Regions from separate parts of the Rattus norvegicus genome. Here region 2 is linked to region 1. Evidence: chromatin contacts called from public Hi-C data. All regions are on one chromosome and are shown on one strand. Each heading gives the region's core, a stretch centred on a gene start, on an enhancer-like site or on the middle of the called end of the contact. The rest is flanking DNA. Distances are from core to core; before and after follow the strand shown. Region 1 holds the start of Kctd4 (potassium channel tetramerization domain containing 4). Region 2 has its middle 28 kb from the start of Gpalpp1.

Region 1 (6,540 bases), core at 2,110-4,609:
CTCTAGTTGTTTTCACCTTTCTCTCTAAAGTCATGGAACTCACCATTTTAAAGGAAAAGCAATAAAAGCAAATGTGAAGACATTCTGTTAAGGAAAGCTCCTGAAACCACGGCTGCTTTGGATCTCACAGAAGAGAGATCTGCTGAGTCTGGTGGCTTCAGCCCCTTCCTCTATCTGTCAATCGGATGGGAGCTTCCTCACATGGTATAACATATAAGCAGAGCCTGCATATGTCCTATGCCAATCACTTCCCATTAAGAGTCGGTAGAAAAGATGGGAATTCCATTATTAGCCTTGCCTTCTACAGACAGTAGATGAGCATTACCTTATAATGGGAAGTATTGCCAGAAGTCGGTTAGGCATTGGGCTTAACTATAGGAAATGAGATTTAAATTCACAAGTTGCTGAAGGACTCTTTTTGTAAGGTTCCAGATTATGGTGTTTAAGAGGTTAAACCCCGGGCTGGGGATTTAGCTCAGTGGTAGAGCGCAAGCGCAAGGCCCTGGGTTGGTCCCCAGCTCCAAAAAAAAAAAAAAAAAAAAAAAAAAAAAAAAAAAAAAAAAAAAAGGTTAAACCCCTCTATGAGGTTTTCTTATTTCCTTTTTAAAATTTATTTTGAATTACTATGTAGCCTAGATAGCTTTGAATTCAGAATCTTCTGACCTCAACTTCTGAGAGCTGGGGATAAGGGTAAGCATGAATTACCACACCGAGTGATCCAACTTGTAAGAGTAAGGTCATAAGGGAAGCAGAGCCTCTGCTTTCCACAGTGACGCCTTCCTGACTACAAAGTTAGATGAGATGCTCTAAGCTAGTGGTCAAGGGCGGTCAAAGGAGCCAACCTTTGATGTGTGGCTTTGGCTCTTGTGATGGAGTTTTGCTGGACTGCTAATTCTACGTTATACCTGTAGTGAGGCAGAGAAACAGTCATACAAACGGACTCTCTCTGGTACTGTCACACAAGTACTATTATATAGTTTATTATATAAACTTTATTATATATTATATTATATAGTATATTATATAGACCATCTGACTACCTTCGACAAGCATCTATCACAAATAAAAAGTCAGAAGAGTCCACACAAAGCCAAGCTAGCAAGTGTACAACACAGGCAGCAATAACCAAAGGAAGCCTGTAAATCCAGGAGTGCCATCACATGGCTGAAACACAGTAACATGGGATGCAGTGGCATCTACTAGATGCCAGTTTCCTTTTTTAAGATGCAAGACGGCAGACAAGACACAAAAGGGAAGTCCTGTGGATTCACATCTCTTTTAGTAAGGCACCATGAGAAGGCTTCAGTTACAACCAGCAGTGGCAGCCAAAGCTGGCAAGCAAATCGTGCATGGCGAGTTTGCCGAAGCAAAGCACACCATAGTGAGGTTGCGAGTCTTAGGGTGAGAGGCACATGGTGGAAGAGTGTCAGTCCGTATCACAGTAAGCCTATAAGCTAGGTATGGTGTCTCACACCTGGAATCCTAGCACTGAAGAAGCTGAAGAAAAGAGACTATCAAGATTTTGATGACAGGCTAGGCTGTATCAACAAATAAAATAACACAACACAACAGGCGAGACTAAAGAAACAGCAAGTTTATCAGTGGTGCTGAGAATCTGGTAGCAGAAACTGTAAGTGGGCTTCAGAAAGAGATAGCAAACTTGCCTGTTTGACCTGCCCACCACCCCAATGGAAGCCTGTTCTCTAGCACCAACATCAGGAGGGTCCCATGAGGGCATCTACAGACAGACCAAGGAAGCTGAGCTATGCCAGAAAACCTATTCCTAAATATGATCATATTGTATGATTCAGGTGTCCTGTTAGTTCATAAAGAACAGACTGCATGTATCTATGAATGTATCTATGCTCTTGCTGATGTTAGTCAGTGGTAGTAACAAAACTCCACGATTTCTAAACTGGTATCTTCCTTCCACCCAACTATTCAGTTCTTAAAATAAGTCACACCCGGGGTTGGGGATTTAGCTCAGTGGTAGAGCGCTTGCCTAGGAAGCGCAAGCCCCTGGGTTCGGTCCCCAGCTCCGAAAAAAAAGAACCAAAAAAAAAAAAAAAGTCACACCCATAGTAAAACTTCATTTTAACACACACACACACACACACACACACACACACACACACACACACACACCCTCTGTCAGAATGTAAGAGCACACTCTTCTTCAATGCTACAGGGCTGAGAAGGAGGCATTAGTTTATGGCTCTACCAAGGCAAGTGTAAAACCCAGGTAAACATGAAAAGCTCTCTCAGACGGAATTCCCTCTTTGGTAAAGAAGCTGAATCTCATGATCATAAGCAAACAATGATTAGGCCTTAGATTTCTAGTCCAATTTCAAATTTTAAATGTTAAATTCATTATCTGCTATAAAAATATATAGTTTAAAAGATATTTAATGAACAGAAATGTAAGTGACTTTCATATAAAAGCCAAACTCTTACAACAGAGTTCCTCGGGGTAATTTAATAGACAGGCTGTTCAAGTAATATGTACTAGAAGCACACCCAGATTTCTTATCTCCGGGGCTTTGATTCTAGAAGCCTAAGCTCAGAATCCTAAAATGCTTTGGAGGGCGATTTTAAGGACAAAGAGGCAGGGAAGCCCTCCACTCACACGACTCCATCACTCTCTGTGAGATAACAAACCCTAACAACATGTAACCACGAAACCAAGCAGGCATTCAGAATCATCTTTCTCCCTGCACGCACATGGCTACAGTTTTCTCCACAGCACCTAAGCAGGGTAAAACGAGCTCGTGGATTTGCTATAGGAGATCGTAACTAACAAAATGTGAATGAATACTACAAAGCCAGCCTGCATGACTTTTTTTAACCTTGAGGTAAAAAATACGTAAATAAACAACCTTTTGTGAAAAGAAGCTCTGCAAATTTCTTATTTAACAAAGAGGTCCAAATACAAAACACTAAATTCAAATTCAATGTCACAACAGCACGTCTAGATACTTTTGTCTGGGTCTAAAACATTGCAAACACTGTATTTTTATAGGAAAAAATTCTATATGCTAGTTTCTTTCACCTTAGGTTCCCTATTATGACTTATTTTTAAATAAACCAGTACAACATATACTATTTCTAAAAAATGACAGTGTAACTCAGTATTAGTCTACTGACTTAGACTAAGCAATGACTTAGACCTTTAGAAACGGACAGAAATTCTCATTTACCTAGGAATTAAACTGGAGTGGCAGTTTAACTGGTAAGGAAAGTCAATTTACTCTGAGTAAGTCTCATTTACTCAAAAACAGACACAGAAATCCTTTTGCAACAAATCCCTTCCCTGACACAGTTAAATGCAAATTCTCTCTTCCGTCTTACTCCAGAAAGCTCCTGCATGCATAGCTGACACGCCACCTACTGCAAAACCCAGCTGCCAGCGCAGGCGGTGCTACCAGCATTTCATTGCATCGCCAGGCTGGGACGGAATAAAGGCGTGCTTGTGTGGTAGTGTTTCTTTTTTAAAAGAAAAAAAATCTCCAAGCCAAGAAGAACAAGCTGAAATAGCATCCTGAAAATGGAGCGTAAAATAATCAGAAGGGAAAAAGAAAGGGAGTACGAAGGGAGGCACAACAGCCTGGAAGACGCCGAGCAAGGCAAGAACTGCACATCCACACTGACGACCCTCAACGTCGGTGGTTATCTATACATTACTCAAAGGCAGACACTGACCAAGTACCCAGACACCTTCCTGGAAGGCATCGTAAATGGCAAAATCCTCTGTCCATTTGATGCTGATGGCCATTACTTCATTGACAGGGATGGGCTCCTCTTCAGGCATGTCCTAAACTTCCTACGAAATGGAGAACTTCTACTTCCCGAAGGATTTCGAGAAAATCAACTTCTTGCTCAAGAGGCAGAATTCTTCCAGCTCAAGGGGCTGGCGGAGGAGGTGAAATCCAGGTGGAAAAAAGAACAGCTGACACCCCGAGAGACCACTTTCTTAGAAATAACAGATAACCACGACCGTTCACAAGGACTGAGAATCTTCTGTAATGCTCCTGATTTCATATCAAAAATCAAATCTCGCATTGTTCTGGTATCCAAAAGCAGGCTGGATGGGTTTCCGGAGGAGTTCTCTGTGTCGTCAAATATCATTCAGTTTAAATACTTCATCAAGTCTGAGAACGGCACTCGACTTGTACTAAAGGAAGACAACACCTTTGTCTGCACCTTGGAAACTCTTAAGTTTGAGGCCATAATGATGGCTTTAAAGTGTGGGTTTAGACTGCTGACCAGCCTGGACTGCTCCAAAGGGTCAATTGTTCACAGCGATGCTCTTCATTTTATCAAGTAATTACCTGTCTCATGAACAAAGGCAACAAGCATGCAGCCAGCAAGCTTCAGAAGCCACAGAATCAAAGGCATCCCAAACAACGTGCCCAGCTAGCTAGTCCAGAGCCCGGCTGCTAATCAAGTACTGTGAGCTAACGGTATGTAAATCTATCACTAAAGATGTCCTTCTCTGGGGTGTTCTGCCTTCACATTCCCACCGACAGTGAAGCTGTGGTCTTCTACACTGTAAATAAAGACAATGCTTTTGCTATTTATTTTTTTTCTTTAAGCTGTCTTTCAATGAGAATGTCTTTGTACTTCACCTATCATTCACTATAGCAAATGCTAACAATATACGATTCAAAATCTTTTCTACTTAAGAGCAAAATTCCATGAAGAAAATGAACTGGTTTATAAAATAAACATGGAGAGCAAATTAAATGTACAGAGCTACCTAAAGCAGGGGTGACAGTGAATCAAAATGGGATTGTAAAACACATTCGAGCTACTGATTTGACTTTTAAAATAGCAGGCACCAAAAGCTTTATTATAGTTCCTGTATTTCGTACTACAATTATGGCTAAATTTATAATTTTGCTGAAAATTTCTAGGAAACTGCTTGATAACAATAAAAAAATAAATAAAAGCACTGCTAGCTTCTTTGCTTGTATTAATGATTGCAATAAAAGTTACACGTGTCACTTTAAAAATGAATAGTGCCACTTGATGATTGTGCATGATATCCTGCATGCATGCAATCGATCACCTGCCAGGCTACAGTAGCACCTTACTAGTCAGCAAGGGACAAAAATTAGCAGCTGCACTTTCCCACACAGCACAGCACGGGCAGTTTGGTCCCAGCTGAGCACATGGTGTAAGAATGGAAGACCCACTCTCACAATCACTCTATGCTCATTTTTCAAGCTCAAAAATATTAAATGAACATTATTCAAGAACACTCTTACAGAAGAACTTTACTAATCTTTTAAAAATCTATTATGCAAAAAAAGTCTTTCAAAATTTCATACTAAAACCCAACAAAGTCAACACCGACTACTCAATTCCTCGTGTTATACTAAAACTATCTGTTCTGCTGCTAAATCTCAGAGTCGTGCTAATGTTTTCTATCTCATGCTAACAGTCACAGAAATCTTAAACTTTACTTTATGAATGACTGCTTAAGGACTGTTCTCCCAGCTAAACTCTAAATGTGGGGCACGCCTTGCCTACTTACTCTGCAAAGAACACCTACATCATTCCTATGGTTTCACCTACATCATTCCTAATGGTCTCTAAGAACAAATTGTCTATTTAAAATAAATGAGCTGGAAGTGGTGATTCATATTGGAATCCCTCTAGCTGAGGCAGGAGGATTAACGAGTGTTTTGAGGCCAGCTAGGGTTAATAGGTGAGGCTCTATCTCAAAAAAGACAAAGCAAAAGAAAAAAAAAGGACGCAGGGAAGAAATCACTGAAACTAAGTACAATCCAACCTTATTATAGTAAACCAACAAAACCTGTTGATTATCTTGGCTGAGTTTGAATAGTTAATCATATATTATAACACTTTGATTACATATAAAATTTAGAATAAAGCTCAATATTAATTACGATTAACTATAACTGACTTTCACTTACAAGTTCTAAGGTAATATAAAAGCTGCCTATGCAGACTAAAAGAAACCCTTTAAAAAGTACTGTGCAAACAAAGTCCTTCAAAAATTCATACTAAAACAACAATCAATGTCAGCTACATAATTTCCTCAGATGTTACATTAAGAAAAAACTGCTTTGCCTTCTGTATCAAATCTTAATGAACTTTGAGCGGCTTGATCAGAACGTAAAGGGACTACTGAAACAGTTTTTAAAAAGTACAATTTGCCAGTGGCTGCTACTCAACTGTTTATACATATATACACCTCCCCAGACTAGGGGCTGACTTTTCCTTGGCATTCAGACTGTGTACTGAGAAAAACTGGTAGTGATTTAACATCACTGTCAAGTTTTTTCTTTCTCAAGGTTTCAGCCCAGATAATAAAGCTGTACTGATACAATGTGTTACTAGAGACACAGCTAAACCAGCCTCAGAGCTGCAATAAGGCTTCCCAGGACTTAACTAGAGAGGTTAGCTTTCATGATGAAGTCATTGATGCTGTTATGAACTACCAAAGGAATCCATGCATGTTTATGTAGCTCTTTAAATGAATATTCACTTCTGGATTTAAGTCCTCAAACTTTA
Region 2 (6,243 bases), core at 1,385-3,884, 130 kb after region 1:
CCATCCACATAGGCCAATCTTATCTCTGCAAATTCTCATCTGAAACTCTCTTCTAAGGTGACTCTGGGCTGTGTACCTGGATGTAGTGGCTGAGTGGGAGACACTGGAGTAGGTGATATTTGTAGTGATCCAGAAGCATTGTCACTAGGAAGAAGTGCACAGTGGTTGACAGTAGACGTGGAAGACGTGGCTGGGGCTCAAGTTCTCCCCCTTCCATTCTGTAGTTTGTGGCCTTGATAGGTCACCCCAGGTGTCGACCTTTCATTTCCTCATGGTCATACTGGAGACAAAAATAATCCTCACTAGGTTGTTGTGAGAATTCTTAGGACATGGTGTAGAACAAGCCCCATAGAACAAGTGAGGTTGGTGCTCCCTCCCCACTCTCTATTTCTTCCTTCAACCTTGAAACAAATACCCGATGAAAGCAACTCAGGGAAGGAATGTTTCATTTTAGTCAGAACTTTGAGGGCGGAGTCCATCATAGCAGAGGAAGGCACGGCAGCAGGAGCACAAGGCAGCTGCTCACAGTGCATCTAGGCAGGAAGCAGACAGGTTAAAGCTGATGCCCAGCTTGCTTTTTCCCTTCCTGGTCAGTCTGGACTCCTTCCCCATAGAATGATACTATCCACAGGGTAGGTCTTCTCACCTAATTAGCCTAATCTTGAAACTCCCTCACAGATGTGCCCAGAGGTTTGTTTCCATGGCAACTCTAAATCCAATCAATCTGAGTCATGATTAACCATGACACTCATTATCTATGGGTCAACAGGGTTCCAGTGGCATGCCTGAAGATTTGACCAGTTGAATGAAAGGGGGGAAAGGGCTGAGGATGAAAGGGATGGCTGAGGTACAGATAAGGGTGAGTTTTGGAGAGGGCCAGGAACCTGCCTCCAGTGGCATACCTATATGTGGTGGTCATCTACTCTGTCTTTTTACCCCACTAAGACACAAGACTCACAGACTGTCCCCTGGCCTTTGAAACTGAGCAGGGATACAGGCATCGTGATGCCCAAGGAAAAGGGAAGGGTCGTGCAGAAGGATCTTACTTTGCAACATCTGTTCTGACAGGGGAAGAAGAGTGAAGCTTCCTCCACAAAATGGGAAAAAAGCACCTGTGGGAGTGGCTCCATGGTATAAAATAGTGAACCATGTGCAAAGCCCAGGGTTCAACGTGTTCGCATACACTGTAACGCATCAACAAAAACAGATCACCGAAACCAAGAAAAGCCTTGTCCAAAGGGTATCTCGTTACTGGAAGAACAAATCCAAATTCTGTCATTCTGGGAACAAACCCTTTTGCTAAGCGAATAGCTTTTTGAAAGACCCACCTTGGTGTTGACCCTGGAGAGACGGTCTTTATCATCTGCGGCACCGGTATGTAGTGTTTAGCGCACTGAAGTGATTAGTTTGTGTCTGCTGAATTTATAATGAATGGCAAAGTGCTGGTTAGCATTATGGTAAGAAGGCAGGGCAGAAAGACTGAAGGATCACATAGAAATTGGGATACAGGGCTGGGGATGATATCAGTTGGCAAAGTGCTTGCCTAGCATGTACAAAGCCCTGAGTTTGATCTCCAGAACTGTATAACTAGGTGTGGCTGCCTATGACTGTAATTCCAGCACTCAGGAGCTAAAAGCAGGAGAACCAGGAGTTAAAGGTCATCCTTGGCTGTGTAGTGAGACAGTGATTTATGGGCCAGCCTGGGTGGGATGCAGGATACCCTGTTTAAAACAAAACCCAAAAACCAGCTAGGCATGGTGATGTACTCATATCATTCTAGTATTTGGGAGGCAGAGGCAGGGAGATATCTGTGAGTTCCAGGCCAGCCTGGTCTACATTGTGAGTTCCAAGCTAGCCAAAGATACATAGTGAAACCCTTGTTTCAAAACAATAAAATAATTGCTATAGGCAAAAGTGGGTGTGGTGACATACATTGGCAATTCAGCCTTAGGAGGCATCAGCAGTAGGATTGGAAGCTTGGGAGATCCTTGGCTACTTAGCAAGTTCAAAGCCAGGCTGGGTACAAGAGAATCTCATAAAACTGAAAGAAAAAAATAAAAGAAAGAAATTAGTGTAACAGAGGAAGTTCTGTGAAAGGCTTTTTGTTCCCTAACATTTTTAAATATTGGCAACATTCAGACAATACTACACAGCACTGACATGAACAATTGGTCTCACTTGACCATCTTAAGCAGGGCTATCTGCCCTTAAAGCATCCAGAGCCCACCAGATTCTAGATGATAATGGACCAGCTGGTTTAAATGGGTTGCCATGGTTACACTCATGCTCTTGTTTCCATGGTTACGTTTCCTGGTTTCTCGCTGGAGTTAGATATATATTTGAAATTTAAAAGGAGGCTTTTTTTTCTTTCTTGCCTGCCTACACAGATATGTAAGGTCCAAAGGTCTAGGATGAAAGTTTTAGTGACCTCTTGGGAGGAAAGGGGGAGATGGTAATAATGTTTGTGACAGCTGAATCTACCTAGAATGAGGAGCAGACTCAATGGGGAACAATATTGCAGGTAGATTGATAACTCAATATTCTGAACCTGGGTATTTTGCTGAACTAGAGGCGAAAGCTGTCTTGGGTGAGGGACCAATATATTATTGTTTGGATGTGTGCTTCTGGGACCGGGCTGGGATGTTGTCCAGCAGTGGACTCAGATTAGATCTCTTTCAAAGTCGTCCTCCATCTCCGTGCTGAGCAGTGTGCCGCTTTTACTCATTTCTCCATCACCTCCATCTCAAATCATCTCTCTGGGCTCGCTCAAGCAATCATCTGTTTGGGGCTACCAGCCCAGGTGAAGATTCAAAGTTGGGTTTGGCTTTTCTTGGAACAGACAGACAGCCTACGTGGAATCCAAGAGCCCCCTTGTGGCAAGTCTAACAGCTCCAGCTTTTCCTCATCTGGAAAAGGACTGGAAACCTGCAGGACTCACAGGGGAAAATTATCTTTCTCCAGTGTCCCTCCCTCCCTCCTGCCTTCCTAGAGCTATACTGATTTTTTTTAATGCATCACCCAAGCCCTGGTAAGAGTGGCAGCTAGCCTGGTGGGCTACGGAACCAGCCAGAAGTAAAATGTCCCCTGTACTCTAGGCAGTTAGGTTGTCCAGGGATGGGTGGGCAGCTGACCCAAGCAGAGCTCAAGTCTTCCTTGAAACTTAGTATTAATGTTATGAGGAGATTAGACCTTTTCATTTCAGCGCAGAGTTGCAAAACTTACATATTCTGTCCTGGGGGGGCCATGTTTTGTTTGCTCTGTCTTCAAGCCAGGAATGTTCCATAGAACTTCTAAAGGGGTACAGCTAGAGTCTAACATCTCGAGATCTATGCCTCTGACCCAACTTACTTGTAGAATCTCACACTCCTTACTTCCAGAAAGTCACACCTTTGTTTCTTGTTTTTTTGCTCACCCTTTAAAAAGTGTGTCAGGTAGCTATCTAGGTCAACCCCAGGAAATGTATTTGGGTCTCCTATGGTGCTGTCTAACCCTCTTGAACCCAGTTTTGAAATGCCCCTGGGGTCTGTTTCTATAGGTATTGTTACTGCCAAGAAGGCATTGGGGGTCCAGTTCAAAGACATGGGAGGCTAGAATGGGAGGTGTGGGGAGGTGAAACTTACTGCCGGACACAGATCTGATTCCCAGGGACTCCTTCAGGCACTTCATCTGAGCCGTCTGCTTTGAGGAGAGGGTGCTATGAACTGGAACTGCAGGACAGGTTTTGAGGTTCTGCTGTGATCTTTTAACAGAAGGAGCCAGAGTGGAGGGAAAACTGAGGCGAATTTCTAGACTGAAAGAACAAGAGAGGCCAGTAGTTAATGGTCCAGTGTCCTACCAAGAAGAGAAGGTCAGCCTATAGGGAGTGGGATCAATGCCCACTCAGAGGGATGCAGACTTAGGATAAAGGGGGCTCCAGACTTCTCCAGTCCCTCTTGCCCTCTGAGGCTCTGGGCTCACACCCTCTCTGCAGCCTCTGACCCAAACCCGAGTTCTCCAACAGCCTTCTCTCATTGAATTTTGGCATCCTGCTTCTTGCTACCAAAAGCATCATCCTATGGACAGCAAGCTAGAAAAGAGGAAGGTGGACTGAGAGAACAGAAACTTCAAGAAGCGACTAATGTTCCAAGCACAGTGTAGCAAGCTGAGCAAGGCTGGTTTAGCCTCCAAAGATTTAGCCCCACTGAAATGCTTAATGGCAGCTGTTCTAGTGGAGCGAACACTGCACGGAAGCAGGTGTTGTTGTTGATGTTGTTGTTGTTGTCGCCGTTACTTTCCTATACTATTATTCGGAGACAGGGTCTTGCTATGCAGCCCTGGCTTGACTTGGATGAATGATGGACATCAGGCTACTTTCAAACATGGGGTGGTCCTCCTGCCTCAGATTTCTGAGTGCTAGAGTCACAGGTGTGCGTGCCATCACTCTGGGCTCCAAATTGTATTAAATCTGCACTTCTCTTTATGAGTACGTTTGTTTCTTCTCCTATTTCTAAGAATTCTGTTCTTGTGAACGTTGTGTTTATCTTCTTTGTCCAGTTACCCATTGCATAGCTGATTTTGTCTTGATTTTTTTCTAAATGGTATTTTATCATTTTATTCAAATTCAAAAGGAATTGAGCTTTTCATCTGTGTTACGAGTAGTAAGTATTCACTTATCTCTCGACTATGTTTTTATGCTGATTTTTCTCTTTAATGTAGACCAGTTTATCAGGTTTTATTTTAGGAGTTCTGGATACTAAGCTAGTGTTAAAAAAATCCTTGTAACTCCATGACAACAAAATCACCTCATGTTATATAAAGTATTAGCTACATAGTTTGTCTAGAACTTTATTTCTTACCTTCAGAATATTCAATCTACCTGGGATTTAGTTCTGTATACTTTGCAAGACAGAAGCCAACCCCTTTCCCACAAGTCTATCCTGTTAACACCCATTATTGAGTGACTGACTTTCACAGTCACATTCACAGGTTCAAAATGCCACCCTCATATTTGCATCTGTTTGGGAACTTCCCATGACTGCCGAGCTTTAATTTTGTCCTGACCTTTTCCTTGAAGAGGGTTCAATGTTGCTGTCATTTTGTTTTTAAATGGGAGAGACTTGAGTGCGCGTAGATGCAGAGAGAGAACCACTGGTAAAGGACAGATGGGGATGAGATGGGGTCGGCAAACAGATCTAAGGAGCAAATTGACTTGTCTACTCAGCAAAGAAATATGAGCCTGAATTCTTCAAACACCTCCTCCCCCCGTATAATGTGAGGTACAATTACTCTTGTATCATTGTGACAAAATACCCCACAGAAACAATCTAAAGGAAGAAAGATTTGTTTTGACTCGTGGTTTCAAGGCCTCAGTCCTTGGTCAGTCACTCTGTGCCTTAGCCCAAGCATCATAGTGAGGATATGTGACAGAGGCACTTCTCACCTTGTGAAGGACAGGAAGCTGAGACAGAGGAAGACAGGAAGAAGTCGGGGCACCATTTAGCAGCCCTCTCCCAGAGATACCAGTTCAGCGATCTGCCTCCCCAACTAGGTTCTACTTTCCCTCTCTAACACCTCCCACTAATGATCAAATTATGACTCAATATGTTAATATATTCATTAGATCAGAACCCACAGGATCTGCCTGTCTCCTGAAATCCCCCAAACACATGTAGAAATGCTTTACTAATCTCCTAGGTGTTCCTCAGTCCAGTCAAGTTGACGAGATTACCATCTGGGGTTGGAGGAACCCACATGGTCCCATCTCTTCCTGAGTGTTATTGGCAGTTAAGGTTTGGTGAAGAAAGGGGAGACATTTCTTTTAATGGTTTGGCCAATGGGAAGTTGCTTACATTCCTGTAAACAGTTCCTTTCCCATGCTTACTTAAGCAGCCTTAATTAAATTCAGTGGGTCACCAAAAAGAAAGAAAAAGTAGAGGTTTGTTGGGAGAGGAAATGGATCAGCAGCAGTGGGAGGGATAATGGGGTGGATATAATCAAACTGTATCATATACATGTGTGACTGTCAAAATGAAACTTGTCACTGTACGTAATTAACATATGGTAATTAAACAGTTAAACAGACTAGTCTCATATGTGGTGGCTCTCCCAACTTGTTAGGCTTGTGTTGGGCTCTTAGTCTGGAACTTGCATTATATATGCCCTCATGGGCCCCCACATGGTCTGTAGAGTCTTGCTTTGGCATGGTTGCATAAACAGACATCCTCCGTGGTGGCATCTAATCCATTCCAGGTCCGCTAACTTAGC

The links. Hi-C and Micro-C count contacts between places; a contact is called where the count stands out from the background.
Region 2: a Hi-C map of frontal cortex shows a contact between it and region 1, with 2.9 times the contacts expected there. The contact joins the enhancer-like site here to the promoter of Kctd4 in region 1. A contact is called at or near these places in 2 of 12 Hi-C or Micro-C datasets (frontal cortex and kidney).

What each region holds. Positions count from the first base shown.
Region 1 is chr15:57,680,253-57,686,792 of GRCr8, forward strand. Kctd4 (potassium channel tetramerization domain containing 4) reads left to right here and starts at 3,360. Exons shown (of 1, transcript NM_001109650.1): 1 at 3,360-6,540. The coding sequence starts at 3,545. The coding sequence ends at 4,324. The region is part of intron 4 of Gtf2f2 (general transcription factor IIF subunit 2); the gene reads right to left.
Region 2 is chr15:57,807,362-57,813,604 of GRCr8, forward strand. No RefSeq gene overlaps it. Among named protein-coding and RNA genes, the nearest start is that of Gpalpp1, 28 kb to the right of the region's middle. Within about 2 kb of position 2,635, at least 8 of the 93 cell types and tissues checked have an H3K27ac peak or open chromatin away from gene starts, as enhancers often do.